3 separate regions of the Sus scrofa genome follow, and regions 2 and 3 are each linked to region 1. Evidence: chromatin contacts called from public Hi-C data. All regions are on one chromosome and are shown on one strand. The core of a region is the stretch at or near the end of the contact, and the rest is flanking DNA. Distances in the headings are between cores, read along the strand shown. Region 1 holds the start of IRF2 (interferon regulatory factor 2). Region 2 overlaps LOC110257052 (a long non-coding RNA gene). Region 3 has its middle 87 kb from the start of ENPP6.

Evidence for each region. Hi-C and Micro-C count contacts between places; a contact is called where the count stands out from the background.
Region 2: a Hi-C map of embryonic fibroblasts shows a contact between it and region 1, with 2.8 times the contacts expected there. The contact joins the enhancer-like site here to the promoter of IRF2 in region 1. A contact is called at or near these places in 1 of 5 promoter capture datasets (skeletal muscle), 13 of 47 Hi-C or Micro-C datasets (adipose tissue, alveolar macrophages, embryonic fibroblasts and 5 more) and 1 of 2 datasets of contacts at active chromatin or transcription factors (alveolar macrophages).
Region 3: a contact with region 1 is called in a Hi-C map of liver, with 2.2 times the contacts expected there. The contact joins the enhancer-like site here to the promoter of IRF2 in region 1. A contact is called at or near these places in 4 of 47 Hi-C or Micro-C datasets (liver and skeletal muscle) and 2 of 2 datasets of contacts at active chromatin or transcription factors (alveolar macrophages and skeletal muscle).

What each region holds. Positions count from the first base shown.
Region 1 is chr15:45,691,621-45,695,135 of Sscrofa11.1, reverse strand. IRF2 (interferon regulatory factor 2) reads left to right here and starts at 1,895. Exons shown (of 12, transcript XM_021075622.1): 1 at 1,895-1,988.
Region 2 is chr15:45,473,094-45,476,608 of Sscrofa11.1, reverse strand. The region is part of intron 1 of LOC110257052 (a long non-coding RNA gene); the gene reads left to right. Among named protein-coding and RNA genes, the nearest start is that of ENPP6, 34 kb to the right of the region's middle. Within about 2 kb of position 1,693, at least 4 of the 83 cell types and tissues checked have an H3K27ac peak or open chromatin away from gene starts, as enhancers often do. A contact at or near this core is called in alveolar macrophages and embryonic fibroblasts, where this site is marked.
Region 3 is chr15:45,526,847-45,530,361 of Sscrofa11.1, reverse strand. No RefSeq gene overlaps it. Among named protein-coding and RNA genes, the nearest start is that of ENPP6, 87 kb to the right of the region's middle. Within about 2 kb of position 1,836, at least 1 of the 83 cell types and tissues checked has an H3K27ac peak or open chromatin away from gene starts, as enhancers often do. A contact at or near this core is called in liver, where this site is marked.

The sequences.
Region 1 (3,515 bases), core at 646-3,145:
TATGGCAAGAATGTGAATCACAGGGAATTCATAATCTATTTTGGTAGAGTGAAAAGTGAAAAAAGTGAAAAGAGGTTCACCACTTTCTAGGGCATTTTGGCAGCACTTGGTAAACCTGGAAATATGTATATTCTAAAGACCCGGCAATTTCACAGGTAAAGGCCTCAGAGAAGTTCTTGCACATTTGCTTAAGAATGTGCATAACAATACAGTTTATAATCACAAAATATCTGGAACACAGTAAAAATCCCTCATCAGACAAATATTTAAATTGTGACATTGTCATGCAACACAATAGCACATAAAAGTTAAAATGAATGAATTAGAACTATAGGTATTGTGGTTTTTTTGATAAATCTAAAAAACACAGGATGCAGAGCAATGAGAAAAGCAAATTACATAATGACTCACACAGTATGTATGACACCACCGATCTGAAAAACCTACAATACATACACGTGTGTGTGGATACACAAACAGAAATATACTGAAAACTCTTCAGGAGTTCCCCTGGTGGTTAACGAACTGGACTAGCATCCATGAGGACATGGGTTTGATCCCTGGCCCCTCTCATTGGGTTAAAGATCCTGTGTTGCTGTGAGCTGTGACACAGGTCGCAGACCCGGCTCAGATCCCCAGCTGCTGTGGCAGTGGTGTAGGCCATGGGCTACAGCTCTGATTCGACCCCTAGCCTGGGAACCTCCATATGCGGGGATGCGGCCTCAAGAAGACAAAAGACAAAAAAATACATACATACATAAATAAAATAAAATAAAATAAAAACCCTTCAGAGTGTGTGTGTATTTCCACACAGCAGAGAAAGGACTAAATAAGGGACATCTCTCTATTGTTTTTTTCTTAGTAATTTTTTTTTTTTTTTTAGAAAGAAGGAAAGAAAGAGGGAGCATAGGAGAAAAGAAGGGAAGGAATAGAGGGAGGGAGGGAGGAAGTAAATAAGACAAAGCTTTGTGGTAGATTCCAGGGCCTTTAAAAATTACTCTATATGGAGTTCCCGTCGTGGCGCAGTGGTTAACGAATCTCACCAAGAACCATGAGGTTGCAGGTTTAATCCCTGGCCTTGCTCAGTGGGTTAATGATCCAGCGCTGCCCTGAGCTGTGGTGTAGGTCGCAGGCGTGGCTTGGATCCCGCGTTGCTGTGGCTGTGGTGTAGGCCGGCGGTTACAGCTCCAATTAGACCCCTAGCCTGGGAACCTCCATATGCTGCGGGAGTGGCCCTAGAAAAGACAAAAAAAAAATTACTCTATATATTTTACTTCATATTTGCAGTATTTTATACCAAAAAGGAATACTTAGCCCTTGTAGACAATTCAGAAAATACATAAAAGTGTAAAAAAAAAAAAAAATCCCTTATTAAAAAAAAAATGAACCTTAATATTTTGCTGCATATTCTTTCAGACTGTGCCATACTTTCATTGGCCTGCATGTCATATATGTAATTTTTTTCGGTATCCTTCTCCAAAATGTTCTTCTGATTCATGAGGTAAATAACACTGAAGTCCGTTCTTTCTCTGAGTCTTTGAGACGGCTTCTCTCCTTAATTCTACAGTGTTCCCGCACAGTCCACAGTCCAGTTTGCAGATCTTACGGCTTGTGCTTCGCTCCACTCAGTCCACTTGAGGGCTATCTCAATCCATCTCAGATCTACTGTCGAACGTCAGACGACAGGCACATTTCCCAAACCAAGTCTCCCAGACCTACAGGCCCTCAGTGAGGGCACCCCTGCTGTCTGAAATGAGAACTCGCGAAATTGCATCTGTCTGACCTTTGGACACCCTTACGCTAGGTTAACGCAGGAGAAACTACCATTCCCGTCGGGCTCTGCTCTTGGGCGGCCACCTCTGCGCCTGCGCATTCTGAGCGTGGACCACAACTCCCAGGATGCTTCGTGCTGCCGCATTCACGGCTCTACTTCCTGCCGGGGCGTTTCCGGAATAACAGTGGCTCTGCGAGTCCAAGAAAAGTTAAAGGTGGGAGGGGTTTGTTGGCTGCTTGGGAAGCGGTTTGGAGTCACTTATTTTTTTCTTTTTCTGTCACAAAAAAGCAGCAAGTCTGCTGCAGAGATTTCTGGTGTGCAGCTGCCTCGATTTCTGGAGTGCACGGGCTTGGCTTTTCTGACCGGGAAGAGGGGTCTTTCATGCAGGCCTTACACAGGTGGTCGCGGCTTGCGCTTGTCTGGTTGCAGTAAGCTCGTCTTGGGAGGTGTCCCCCATCCCTCCCTGCGCGTAAAAGAGGCTGACAGTTCTGGATTTTGTTGGAGTAGCGGATTTTTTTTTTTTTCTCTTTATATCTTCGCAGGCATTTCTCGGGGAGTTGGAATATTGTTTTAGGAGTCTGCAAGGCAGATGTTTTAACCTGGAAATCCGGGCGCGCTTCTTGCAAGCTAGTTAGCGTTTTGCACTTGGTTTCAATTGGGCCTGGGATCTCTATTTTTATGATCTTTCAGCTCATAATTGTTAATGTGCGCTGAAGACAACCTTGGACGAATACCTGTATTTAAGGGCAAATAAAACGCACTGCTTGACTGACACCCTTAATATATGTAATTATAAATGTAGTATGACACACTTAAATAAATGTAATACATGGGAAACCGCAGTCCCTCCCCCCCCTCCCCCAGTGAAAGTAGAAACTTACCAGTACAGGAGTGAGGGACTGTCAGAGGGAAATGGCAAGTTGAGGAGTGAATGAAGGTGGGAGGTGAACAATTACAGTTGACCACAAGTCGCTTGTTCAAGAAATGTGTTCTTGTTGAGAAGAAAGATGGATGGTTGGTTGAGACCCAGCTTTGCTATTTATTAACTCTGTAATTTCATACAGGTTAGTTTACCTCTGAATCCCTGTTTTCTCATCTGTGAAATAACCTTTCCTCCCCACATGACAGTTTTTGTGAAGACAATTAAAATTATTATTTTAAACTATATTCATTGTTGTGAATATAGTTCTTAAACTCCATAACACTCCAAAGTATATTAGTAATGGTGGTAATTTGGCAAATGTAATGAAAGGCCAGGGGAACTAGGAATGTCAGTTAAAAGAAAAGTTGAAATTAGTGACCATGGGGTCAAGGCTGAAGAGTAAGGCCAGTGAATCTGGGAAGAGTCTGAAAATCTGGAGGAGACATACGGGTCAGTTTGCAGTATCTCTATCTTGTCGCTAAGATTGAGGAAGGTAAGAGCCACATCTGTGTTGTTCACAGTTGTCTGCGTGATGCCTGTCATGGTGTCCAGCACATGGTACCTTTGCTTTTATGTCCCTTCTGCCTGGAACACTCCTACCCCATGTATCAGAGTTCTCCAGAGAAGCATAGCCTGTCAGAGGTGTGTGTTTATACACATGTATATTGTATACATATGTATACAAGTGTATTGTATATATATACAAGTGTATTGTATACATATATACACCATAATATGCATATATTAGTAAGTATACAACATGTATACAGACTATACATATATGCATATCTACTACTATGTGTACAGTATACACATACC
Region 2 (3,515 bases), core at 444-2,943, 220 kb after region 1:
CGGAATCTGGCTGGGAAGCTGGAGGCATTGGGGTGGGGCAGTCTTGGGGCTACACTGGAGCTTTGATCTCCCTCTGCCTTAGTTCTGCACATTGGACAAGGACAGCCTCACTCTACTTGACCTGTCTTTCCTCCTCCTTCCCCACCCAGAATGACTGAGAGTTAGCTCTAGGTGGATATTGGAGAAATAGTTACTAAAACTCATAGCAGTGGTTCTGTGGAGACTCTGGGGAAGAGGGTGGAAATAGCTGGAGTGGTATCTTTAAGTAGGTAAGAGGTCATGGGATCCAGCCCACAGGGAAGCAGTAACCTTAGGCAGGAGCAGGTACAGGAGAGGAGGAAGGCGGGCCAGCCTATATATATTTGTAGAACTTCTGTTTTGATAGCTTCCAATTTTACAGTGAAATGATAAGCCTTGTCTGTTCTGGGTTTTGTGATGGTGGTGGAGATGGTGCTGGAGGTTTATGGAGAGAATGGAGACTGACGGATTGGGAAAATGGCACAGAAAGTGCCTGCTTGAGATTTATGGTCATGAATTCAAATGGGGGCTTTGGGATTTTCTCCAGGACCATTCAGCTGCACAGTATCTGCAGAGCTGGATTTAACTACAGTTGTAATTTTGTCAAGTGAGTGACAAAGTGAAAGAGGGGCAAGAAAGTCGAAGTTTTATGGAAGGGAGAGATGATAATTTCCTGTGCGACTGAAGGAGGGATATGGATATTGTGTGTGGGTGAAGGACAAGTGTAGAGATGGCAGGATCATTGGGTTGAAGGACCTGGTGGGTTCAAAGGATTATATGGTCAGGGTTCTAGAGGGAGTGAGAAAGAAAAAAGTGATGGTCCATGGGTGGAGCAGATGAATTGAGGTTATGGAGGGGTGGCAGTTGTTAGGAATGATGTCAAGGCTCAAGACGGGATCATGAAAGTGACTGCGGCAGGGCAGAGAGCGTGATGGCTAGAGGATTAAGTTCTACAGAGAGGAATGATTTAGAAGAATCATCTAAATTAGTGATCAGCAAACTATGGCCCCTAGCCACATCCAGTCTGCTACCTGTTTTTTAAATAAAGTTTTATTGGAACACAGACATGCCTATTCTTTTTTGTATTTTCTGTGTCTGCTTTTCATGCTGTGGTGGCAGCATTGAAAACCAAAGATATTTGTTATCTGGTTCTTTACAGGAAAAGTTTGCCCACCCCTGATCTAAGTGAATATTAATTTCACTGTTATTTATAATATTATGTGAATAAGCAATGTTCTACAACAAATTTCAACCAATGTAGTTTCCTATAGTAAATATTCATGGTATAATGTTTGTAAGCCAGTTGCCTTTGAAACTGTGGAAACTTTTCAATATTACATAAAACTCTTTGCTCTTCTTTGTAAACATACATTCTCTTCAACTTTATGAGGTCAAGATACAGAATAAATATCGATCTAACTTGTATGAGATGCTAACAGTTTTGTAAATATTCACCAAATATTTCCCTGTTTTAATTATGAGATGAAGGATAAGCTTCCTGCTCTGTCTTCTTAAACCACCTCTATGTCAGCTAAAGCTGAGTTAAGGAATACAGCGTTTTTAATTCTCATTTCTCTTGGTTATGAGTTCCAGTTGTGTCATATTAGTGGGTCAGTCCTGTAACTGATTAAATACTATGAGATCAGCATATAAATACTCTGTCCTTCTTTTAAAACCTCAGCTCCACCTGCAGATGAGTCAGGGAACTGTGATACTCTAGAGAGTCCTTCCTGGCTATTTCATCTAAGTAGTTCTGCCTGCTAATCTCACCCCATTCATTTTCTTCATAGTAATTATGCAAATTATGTGAAACAAGTCAGATTATTTTCACTCACTGTCAAAATTTTCATTCACCTTTCCCAATTTTTGTAGATATTTGGGATTTTAGATAGATTTATATTAGTGGTATACTGTATTTTTCACTGTATAACTTTTCTTTCAAACAGCATTTCATTCACTTTCTATTTTGAAAATTGACACTTTTTAGCCTTACTTCTATGATTAAATTAAAATATTCTCACTCACCTTTTCTGTATCATAACTGCTCCATTCTTGAATCACCCCTTGTTAGAGAGGGGTTGAGTACTTTTGCGTGTGTGTGTGGGGGGGTAACAACATGTGGAGAGTATATTTTCTTAGCTCTGCAGATGTGTTAATATCTTTTTTTTCTCTCACATGAGCGACAATAGTGGCTTGCTATGGAATTATTGAGTCATACTTGCTATGTTTCAAACCTCTAGATGTAGTTCCATTGCCTCTGGTAACAACTGCCTTGGAGCAAAAGTCTTAAGGTGACACGGATTTTGTGTTTTTCTCAGCAGATAACTTAAAAAATCTGATTATTTATTTTGTAAATGCAAGCGCTTCTCAAGGGAATATCTAGATGTTGGACTCTAATTTTCCTTGGTTTTTAAGATTTTTAGACTTAAGTTTTGTTGGTTTCAGGAAACCGTTCTGTTTTCTTTGTTGTTTTTATTCAGTAACTCCTGTATCTCCTTTAGAAATACCAGTTATCCAGAAGAGTGGTTTTGTATTCTCTGTCATCTTTGTCATCTCTCTAATCTCTGTTCTCTTTTTCTCTACATTCTGGAAGAATCTCTCAAATTTGCCCTTCACATCCTACCTTCTATTTTCTGCTACTTCAGTTCTTCACTTCCCCCAGGGTGGTTTTAGTTTTGCGATTGCATTTTGAGTCTCTCTTACTGTCCTTTCATATTCATCTACTGTGTTGTCAAGCCAGAATCCTGAGTCATGCTTAAGCCCTGCTGTCCCTCATGACTTCCTGTGGTCCATCAGTAGTTACATATGTTTCAACCTCCAAATATTTCTTTAAACTGTCAACTTGTCCCCACCTTGACTGCCATCACCTCAGTTCAAGGCACTGTCATCTCATCCCTGAATTCTGATCATCTGCCTTTTTGCTGCCTCTATTGTCTCTTTTAGTTCCTTCTCTATACAGTAACAATTAATACCTATGCATATACTTAAACATATTTATATTTGTGTATGTATCTATACAAATATGTACATATACACATGTATATACCCACATATACATTCACACTCAATTTCCTTTTGTAAAGTGCTGCTTTTCCTGGCTGTAACTGTCCTAGATGAGGTGACACTGCTTATCTTTCCTAATTTATCTTGGATCATTCACTAGGCACATTGGTCTTTTTATAGTTCCTCAAGCACACAGAACCCTTTTTTCACCTTAAGACATGTTGCTTTCTCTGCCAGTGATGCTCTTTACTTGCTCTTTTCATAGCTGACTCAGATTAAATACCACCCCTTCACAGAAGCCTTTCCTGACAACTTTATCTAAGTAGGTAGCCCCTGTTATTCCTCAAATAAGCACCCTGTTCATTTTCTTCATAGAAAGTGTCACATTTAAAATTATGGCTAACCCTCCAATATAAGCTACATCAAAATGGTGCTATGTCTGTTTCACTCATCTCTGTATTCTCTAACCCCATCACAGTGCTTGACTCAAAATG
Region 3 (3,515 bases), core at 587-3,086, 160 kb after region 1:
CCGAGATTCATTGTGAAATACAGGAGTATTCTATCAAAAATTGTGTGGGAGTTCCCGTGGTGGTCAGTGGTTAACGAATCCGACTAGGAACCATGAGGTTTTGAGATTGATCCCTGGCCTTGCTCAGTGTGTTAAGGATCCGGCGTTGCCATGAGCTGTGGTGTAAGTTGCAGACACGGCTTGGATCTCACATTGCTGTGGCTCTGGCGTGGGCCGGGGTCTACAGCTCCGATTAGACCCCTAGCCTGGGAACCTCCATGTGCCTCGGGAAGCAGCCCTAGAAAAGGAAGAAAAAAAAAAGAAGACAAAACTTGTGAAATGACTTCTTTAATTCTTCCAGTTTTATTGAGATCTAATGGACACACAGCACTGTATAAGTTTAAGGTATACAGCATAAAGATTTGACTTAAATACACCGTGAAATTGTTACCACAATAAGGTTACATCTCATACAGATACAAAAGAAAAGGAAGAAAATTTTTTCCTTGTAACGAGAACTCTTAGGACTCACTCTCTCAACAATTTTCCTATATAAATTATAGCAGTATTAATTATATTTATCGTGTGCATTCCATCCCTAGTACTTATTTATCTTGTGAAATTACTTTCATCAACAAATATCAGCTTTGGGACTTTCCTCATAAAAGCTAATTCCAGTCTTCTTTGGAATTCTTAAATAGCTCAGCAAGCATTTGAGATCTGACATAAGTAAGGAAACATTTGATTAGGAAGAAGTAGATTACCTTGCATGCATATACAATTGCAAAACTCAGTCATTGCTCTCATAACTTTGTTTTTTTTTTTTTTGAGGGCTGCACCTGAGGCCTATGGAAGTCCCAGGCTAGGGGTCAAAACAGAGCTGCAGCTGCCAGCCACAGCAATGCAAGATCTGAGCCATGTCTGCAACCTACACCACAGCTCATGGCAACACTGGATCCTTCACCCACTGAGAGAGGCCAGGGACTGACCCTGAGTCCTCATGGATACTAGTCAGATGCGTTTCTGCTGAGCCACATGGGGAACTCCTCTTTTAGTATTTTGAACACCGAGCTAACCTCATCAAATGCTACGCAAAGGGATTTTTTTTTTTTTCCTGAAATTGACCTCCAGCAAGGGATTAGCGCCACTTCTGAAGATTCCATTTGTTTTGTTTACATTCCTTGTGCAATTTCAGAACACTGTGTTCCTTTTCTTGAAATCCCACAACAACAACACTGCCAGGTAGCACTGGACAGCTTCTCACTCCATGCTGGGTTTTCCTTCTAGCTGGTGTTCTCTGCAAATAGCTCTGGATCTCTCGTTGGTTTGGAATAGAGAAAAACACATAGGCTTTAGAGATAGACAAACCTGGGGTCAACATCTTCTGCTGCTACTTGCAATTCACTTTCTTAATGAGACTCTTTGCTTGTTTTCATTTTCTTCTATAAAATGGACATAATCATATTATAGATTTTTCTTTGGATCATTGGGAGGATTAAATAAGACACTGTGTATAAAGCAGGTAGCACAGTGCCTGGCAATCTTAAGTATTGCAATAAAGGAAAGGATTGTTTTAATAATGACACTAAGGGAATACGTAGTATCCTTTTCTTTGTTGTGGTCTCCTACATAAAAATTCTCTGCCTTTGCTTAAAATCTCCAAAAATGCACACAAAAATGTTGCACTGGAGAAGGTACTACTCAATGATGTGGATTTTTGGTTTTGGTAACTATCTTTTAAAATGTTCTGTGGCTTGGCAAAAAGGCTGCCTTGGTGACCGCACGGTCACTCTCTGAATCAATGCTGCTTCTGTAACATCTCTGGAGACAGAGGAGGGCTAGCTCACTGGTGACTGTGAAGAAGCAGATACGTGAAGTGAACAGATGTGGACTTTGTATGACAGTGACACAAACGCTTAATCCCAAACACCTGCCTCTGCCACTAGTTTACCTTTGCTTGGCTGAAAAGGAGTGGGTGTGGCCACAGATTAGAATTTATTGTTACACGGTTGTTTGCAATGAACATTCACTTTTCAATGACTATCTTTTCTTTAAACTTCCTGCACATGGGGTTTATTCCATCAAGGTGAAGATGGCAGGGTGCCCTGAGCAGTCTGAAGCCTTCCTTAGGTAAGACTTGACGGGACGGATGGCTGGGCTGGTGTGTGCCTTGTGTATACCGCGCATTTGCTCTTGTAGCTAGTGGTGAGTGCCCCATGATGGGATGGGAGCTAGTGGGGCTCATCATATGGCTTGATGGGAGGAGAGTAGATTTTTAGAGGTCTGGACTTGAATTGCAGCTCAGCCACTCATCATTTACTTCAAAGGATCTACTTCATCTTGCTGAGATACGTCATTTTACAAAACAAATCTATCTTGCAGAACAGTTGTTACCATCACATAGAAAAGATTTCGCTATACTTTGCACAGTGACCAGTATAAATGGGATAAAAAATGGTGGTTTATATTGCTATTAATCTAAAATTAATCTAGATCTGGAGGATGATGGGGGCACAGAACCGGCCAATTTATTGTGCAAATGAACAGATCTCTACACAGCTCTGTGTGCCCTGGGCATCACGTCACTAGTAACTGCTCACAGAAGACTGGCTAGAATGTGTTCCTGAGTGACATTTTGGGCAGGGCCTAGTCCCATAGCAAACCTTCTTGATGCAATGGTGCTGGCTTCCCACAGCTGGCCTGGGGGCACCGACCATGCTAGAGTGTCCATCTATCATTGAGGACCCGAGGAACGCCTTCCTCTTCCACCGGGTCCTCCCACATTTGGTAGAACTCCTTGGGTGAATGAACACTGGAAACATGAAAAGTCATTACACTCCTGTGTTACGAGGATGAGCTGGGCCAGTGTAAGCTCATGCATGTGGGTCATACCCTCCTGGAGGGACCATCTCCCAGCTCCACAGCACTGCTCCAAGCTAGATGTAGCACAGGCCAAGACAACAAAGCGTGAGACTTTTGGATCTGGTCGAACTGGCCTGAGCTGATAATCTATCGCACTAGCCCGCAAGCTTGGGGGTGAATGGAATCCATAGTATAAATAAGGTGCATGGCAGAAAGGCTGGTTATTCACCAAAGAAGTGTGTTCCCTTCTGTGTTGCCGGAAACTAGATGCTAATCCAGGGATGACATTTCCCAGAAACACTTGCATCTAATTTGGGCGGTGACAGAGCTGTGCTATGAGAATGTGGGCAAAAGGGATAAACACTTCCAGGCCTGACCTATGACATCCTCCCTCCTTCCCCTTGGCTCTTTCTATCCTGCATGTTGGCTGGATGGCACTGCCATGGGCGGCATCGCTGCCCAGGTCCTGAAGACAGACCTGCCCCTACAGCTGGGTCTCCACCTGACGGTGCAGTGAGGCGATCTGCCTGTGTTTGCCTGTGTCAGTTGAACACTACCTGAGTAGGAGATACGTTTCATAAATACTATTTTGTATTTCATGTAAATAAATAATAATATTTTGCCACTGAGATTTGAAGGTTTAGGTGTGGTAGCGGCCAGCACCATCTTAACCA